Regions from separate parts of the Mus musculus genome. Here region 2 is linked to region 1. Evidence: chromatin contacts called from public promoter capture Hi-C data. All regions are on one chromosome and are shown on one strand. The core of a region is the stretch at or near the end of the contact, and the rest is flanking DNA. Distances in the headings are between cores, read along the strand shown. Region 1 holds the start of Cfap54 (cilia and flagella associated protein 54). Region 2 holds the start of Fgd6 (FYVE, RhoGEF and PH domain containing 6).

Region 1 (2,945 bases), core at 32-2,531:
GTTTGTTTCTGGAATTTTCCATTTAAGATTTGCATAGCCTTTGACCACAGGTAAGTGAAACTTGGGGTGGGGGGAGTAGATAAAGGGATGGTGGGAATGCTGTGCCCCATGTTTGTTTAGTACAAGACTATACTCACAGAAATATATGATTTGGGGGAGAGGGGTTTATTGTTAACTTGATGCCTTCCTAGTTTTGAGAAAAGTACCTGTCAAAAATATGTCTACTCAACAAATCATTAAGATGTTTGGTTGAATTATAAATGTAAGTTAAAAATGTGTAATCAGATTAAATGCATGACCAAAACATGTAAGTTTAAAATACTCACCAGAAAAAAAAAAGTTATTTGCCTGTCTGGTATTCTTCGCTGCTTCCCTATGTCTTGAAACTACTCATTTTGGAAAGCATTAGACCAGAAAAAAGATGGCAACATGAACAAAACCAAATCTTAGAAACTGGTAGTTTTCAGTTCACAGAAATAAGTTGGAAAAACAAACAAAAAACCCAATCAGACGCTCACAAAGAGCCACCAAGTCAAGGGGAAAAGAAGTTTCTGTAATCCCAACGGAATATAAAGAGAATAAAATGTACATGTTCACAATATGACAGACTTGGTTGAGACCTAAATTCAAGGACCTGAGCAACTGCCTCAGAGTTGGTCTTAAGTCTACTTTTGTCCTGTTTTGCGACCCATGAGTGAGCCAAGAGAGGCCATGAGAACGCTGAGACCAAACCCAGTGTTAGGAAATACTTCTGTGCAGATTTTTATTTTGACCTGAGAAGGAAGACATGAAACGTGTAGGGGGAGCTAAGGGCTGTAAGAGCTGGGAGTGGCTACAGCTCAGCTTGTCTCCAGGGCCCCACCCCTGTCGTGGTCCTCCAATGGCATCTCCAGGCGCCCTCCCCAGCACCCTGCCTCAGCTTACCACCTCCGATGGAATTCGTACTTCTGTTCCATTGAGGTGGCTAGAGCCTTCTTCTTCTTCATAAAGCCCAACAGCTCCCGGATCTCCTTCTCGCAAGAGGCCAGGAGTGGGTTTTTACTGTCCAGGGGCCCGTAGAAGGCGGCAGAGGGCAGCGAGTCCTCGGAGTGGGTACATTGCGGCGGGTCGGTCGAACTCGACTTGGACTCGCTGGGCGACTTGAGAACCGCGGTAGAGGTCGGCGGCGGCGTTGGGGGCAGATGCACCGGCGACACCGATGTCTCAGAGTCTGGGGACTCCTCAGAAGAACTGGAGGAGCTTCTGGAGGACGCCATGTCTATCAGAGTTCAGCAGGCTAGAGGCTGGTGGACAAGCGGTTGCCAAGCAACGATCTCCCGGCAACCAAGCCACCTGCACGCTCTCCGGAAGCACAGCGGCCCCTAGAGGGTGAGGAAAGTACAAACAGCCTGGAAAGGCAGGATGCTCTGAATGGCTGGCTATGTGTGTAACCCACTCTGGCCTCAAACTCACTATCCTCCAGCCTCAGTGTCTTGAGTGCTGGGATTACGGACATTCACATCCAACGCCGCTTGAGAGAGGGCTTTAAAGCAAAGAACCAATAAAGAAAATTACCATCAAAAATTCATACAATGTTTTCCCTATTTGGACCACCTACTAATATCCATGGTTACAATCATTAAGATGTATTGGGCATTATTCCAAGCATTTTGAGACATTACCTGTCTCATTAATCGTCATGACTTCATACCTCAGCTTCTATCCTATCTCCTCGGTTTCACAGCTTAGGGGAACATAGCTTGACTTTGACCAAACTCAGAGGATAACTGAGAATCAGGGGACAAGTCCTAATTATGTGCTGCAAAGCCAGTGATCATAAGAAATCTGCCGTCCTGGTGATGCCCCCAAGAGAAAGCACTGAAGCTGAATTCCCAAACCGAAATTAGGGAACTCCCTGACAATCTGGTTAAGACAAGCACCTTGTGTGGCTATGTTCTCTTCCCGCTGCAGTTTGAGTTTGTGAGTAATGATCATGAGTTACTGCCACTTCAGCCTTATCCTAAATGTCACGGTGTTCTAAATCAATATGCCTTTTGCTCAACTTTAACTCCTTGACATTAATATATGCTAAATGGTTTGAAGTGTTAACTCTCCAAATACTTTTTGTTTTTAAACGGGGAGATGGGAGATTTTTTTTTTCTCTCTGATGGACAAACTGTAGGTCTCAGAGGAAATGCTTAACACTAAAAAATGTTCTTTTCTTGCATCTCATGGGCCACAATGAGTCAAATTTATTAATTTGGGATTTGAATTTCAGCTAGCGGACATACTTTTCCTTACAAATTATGCAAGCCCAAAGAAATATTGAAGAACCAGAGATAGAGAGGTTGGCTTCAAAAACAAGGTCTTTAAACACTGAAAACGACTACCAATTCTTTCACATGCAAAATATAGACGGTGACCTTGGTATCCACTGAATAGTAAAGAAGCTCACTGGGCCACAGCCTTATCTCTTCCAGCTCCAAGCCCATTTCTTTCAAGCATCTGTACTAATTTGTAAGGTTGGTCTTCTCTGTCCTATGCACTGTACCTTAATATTCTTGGAAGGAAGATCACAGGGGAAATCACTTATTGGAGCAGGTAATTATGGCTAAAGAATCTTCCAGTGACACACAAGAGCAGGGACCTCTCTGTCAGGGCCCAGTTCTCCATCCAAGAGGCAGCACCTATTCTTGATGCACAATATTTTGTATTGGAGATGAGCAACAAACTTTAACATATTTAAAGAATGCAGGTTGGGAGGGGGAGGCGTCCATTGAGCTTTTGCCAAAAAAAAAAGAAAAAAAAATAATAGACACCTTTTAGTAATAGGCTTGGTAAATTCTCCCAGATCCCATTTTCCCTTGTTTGCAGATAGCAGCTCTGTCCACTTCAGATCAAAAGCCAGTGCAAATTGCCACTGAGAATGATCTGTTGTAGCAACGAATAGAATCGGCAGGAGGCAG
Region 2 (3,345 bases), core at 843-3,342, 950 kb after region 1:
TACATCTTTCACACTAGAAAACCAAACCAAACCAAAACAAAACCCCATGCAAACATAGTCACACATTTGAAACTTCCAAGATCTTTTTTTTTTTTGCTTTTATCTTTTGTAACAAAATGTTTTCTAAGATAGGGTCTCTCCTATCTCACCCTAGTCTCTAACTCACTAAGTAGCTGATACTTTGAAGTTCTTATGATGCTCTTAAAAGCACCTTTTGAGTGCTGGAATCCCAGGCACGTGTATACCACCCTATCAGGTTTGTGTGGCGCTGCCAATTGAACCAAGAGACTTGTGCATTCAAGCCAAGCGCTCTACCCATTGAACTACATCCCCAGACCAATAAAACTCTGCAAACCAAAAACACACTTATTATGTCCAGAAACCAAAGAAAGCAGGGTAAAAAAATAAAAATTTCAGCCACCTACTTTTTTCTCCTCTTTATCTCCCACATTCAATCTGTAGCCATTCCCTCAATTTCATATTAGAGATGAATATCCAAGTCAGTATTAATTTTTCTGACTTCCAAAATGTATGCCTTTGTCCTCTCTACTCAAGTCCTCATATCTAGACCCTTCATAATAGCAAAGCAGTCATATTTCCCTCCTCGATACTGTAGCTATATTAAGTCACTTTGCAACCCTCCATACTCCAGCCCCTAAAGCTGCACGTTCAGTATTGTCACCCCACCCCGATCTTTGGCATACATAAAACCCTTTTCCTGGAGTACATTTTCTCCCATCAATCTTCCTAATTTCATTCAGAGCTGAAGATTTACCTAGGGTATCACTTGCTGTGTGTAGCTTTTTAAAGTGCTATGAGTGGACAATGGGTTCCAAATTATGCTTCCACGGGCAGTTTTTAGATATCTCAATACTTCACATTCTGTACCGTACCTCACCCTCCCATTATACACCACGGGGGATTTCTTCTCTTTCTCTTGTATGAATTCCCTGAAATCTAGTTGGCTGAGGGAAAGTATGGCATACATATTCAATACATACACATACACGTTCCAGGGTGTGGGTATTGACCTGTCTGATGGGGTAAAAATGGCACTAAAGCCATTAACTAGGCTTTATTTTTTAAATTCAAGATGGCAGAGACATCTTAAAATAGTCCAACACAAAAGCATTCACATCCAGACCAGAGCTTCCATTCAGAACTGGCTACACTTAGCGCAACAGCAAGGACAAAAGAATGGAACCTAGGTGCTGAGACGCCAGAGCTCACACCATTGGCCACAGGTCTCACTTAACAGACCTTAAACCCCACATAGAAAGGCACCTGCTGCCTGCCTGCATTCCAGAGGCCACACCTTGATGATGATGATTATGATGATGATGATGACCGGAGGCACTTATGGATTAACAGGCCCGCAAAAATCAAAGATAAAAAGGGAAGGAGGTTAAGTAGTAGACAGAATATCCAGCACGTTTCGGCCCCGCCCCAACGAGGCGCAGTCCAGGGCGGTGCAGCCATAGGGTAAGAACCGATCAAGGCTCCCGCCCAGGGCCGGTCAATTGCGCCGGGTCTGGGAATTCTGGGCGAGCTCGGGGCAGAGGCCAACCACGCCAGGATCCCCTGAGCTATACCTGTCAGGCGGCTGCAGCAAGTAGGCCCCGAAACAGCGGAGGATTGGGGACCCAGGCCCGCAGGCGCCCGTCACCCTATCCCTCCCCTCTGAATCGCTTTGCCTTCTCGCTCTTCCTTTAGTCCTTCGGAAACAAAGACGGTCCACACTCCCCGCCATTTTCTCCTCACCTCAAAAACCACCTCTTCGTCAAACTCCGGTGTCATCCTTCTCCGCCATACCACCCGCCTCAGCACGATGGGAAATGAAGGCAGGAGGGCGGGCAGCACCCAGGCTTCGGCTCCTGCCCACCTCGGGGGCACTGAAAACTACAACTCCCGGCATGCATCGCGACCCACGCCCCTTTCCGACCTGCTTATTGGAGAAGAGGGTGAGCGTGTAGGCTGGAGGGGCGGGAGCGGGCGGGCGTTCCAGAGCTCCTATTGGAGAGAGCTATGGCTTTTGTCTGCCTTTTACATCCCCTGACTACTAGGGGGCGCCTGGAGCGCGGATTTTTCTCTCAAGTTGAGGTGGGGCGCGCGTCCGCGAAGCCGCTGCGATCTCCTCTCGTGCGCGCGCCTGGCGATCGTCCCGGAGCGCGGCGGAGCGGCGCTCGTGCACGTCCCCCTGTCGCTGGCCGCTAGCGCCCGGGTCCGCCGGAGGGTCGCGGGAGCCGGCGTCCGTCCTTTGTGAGGCGCTCAGGCGGTGCGGGACGGAATGTGGGCGCTGCGGGGACTTTTGTCTTCTGCTCAAACTCTGGGGAGTGTGGACTGAACGGGAGCCATGGACTGAGGGCGTGAGCCGCGCGGGGCAGTCATGACTTCTGCCGCGGGTAAGTGGCTGCGCTCGCGCCGGGCTGGGGAGTAGTCGCGGCGGGCGCCGGCGGGCTCCGGCTCCCGCTGCGTTCCCCGCGGGTGGGCGGTGCGGGACTGGCGCCGGTCGCCCGCGCCCGCTGTGGGGTCCCCGGGATGCGTCCCCCACCCCTGAGCCCAGGTGATGGGACGGCGTCGCGGAGCTTGCTCGGGTTCCGTGACTTAGGCGCTGTCGCTGCCTGTGCGCGGTGTGGGAAGCGTGGAGTCCGGTGTGGAGGAGTCAGTTATTCTAAGCTAGGACAGTTTTCCAGCGAGTTGAAGAAACTCCGCCACTAGCCCGCGTTGCTTGAAAACCTAGTATTTATTGACTGAAACTCTTCGCGCTTGTAAGGAGGGTTGGATAGAGCTGTTTGCACCCTGGTGTTTTGAGCCCTATTACCTGAGTGAGTATGGACTATTAGTTGGTAAAATAAAACAAAACCGAGTTGCCCCCTCCCCTGCACCTACCCCTCCCTGTTTTTTGCTCATCTTCACCTTTTCCTTCCTTCCTTCCTTCCTTCCTTCCTTCCTTCCTTCCTTCCTTCCTTCCTTCCTTCCTTCCTTCCTTTCTTCCTCCCCCCCCCACCCCCCTCGTACCTGGACTGTGTAAACAAAGCCCTATTTTCAGTCTGCCTCCTTTCCACTCACCCAAATGACAAAGCCTCTCCTTACCTTTGTGTGAATTTAAGCACTTTGGCTCATTGTGTTGTGACCTTTTTAAGGAACAGTTTCTAATCTTCCAAATTTGTGTCCAAGGGACAGTCTCTTTATAAGAACACAGCACATTTTCAAAGCCAGAATTTAATAAGGTATGGGATATATTAAAGGCATCTTTATCCACATCAGAAGAAACTTTGATGAGAGATTTTGTAGTAAAAGAGCGTAAGTTTCACTTCAGTTAGGTCTAGAATTAGCACTTAAGTA

Evidence for each region. Promoter capture Hi-C pulls out the DNA fragments that hold promoters and counts their contacts.
Region 2: a promoter capture Hi-C map of pre-B cells shows a contact between it and region 1, with 2.9 times the contacts expected there. The contact joins the promoter of Fgd6 here to the promoter of Cfap54 in region 1. A contact is called at or near these places in 3 of 39 promoter capture datasets (the HPC-7 cell line, pre-B cells and second pharyngeal arch cranial neural crest) and 1 of 115 datasets of contacts at active chromatin or transcription factors (pro-B cells).

What each region holds. Positions count from the first base shown.
Region 1 is chr10:93,080,341-93,083,285 of GRCm38.p6, forward strand. It overlaps Cfap54 (cilia and flagella associated protein 54), which reads right to left and starts at 1,282. Exons shown (of 68, transcript NM_001347060.2): 1 at 925-1,282. The coding sequence starts at 1,256.
Region 2 is chr10:94,033,909-94,037,253 of GRCm38.p6, forward strand. Fgd6 (FYVE, RhoGEF and PH domain containing 6) reads left to right here and starts at 2,093. Exons shown (of 21, transcript NM_053072.3): 1 at 2,093-2,402. The coding sequence starts at 2,387. It overlaps Vezt (vezatin, adherens junctions transmembrane protein), which reads right to left and starts at 1,891. Exons shown (of 12, transcript NM_172538.5): 1 at 1,762-1,891. The coding sequence starts at 1,797.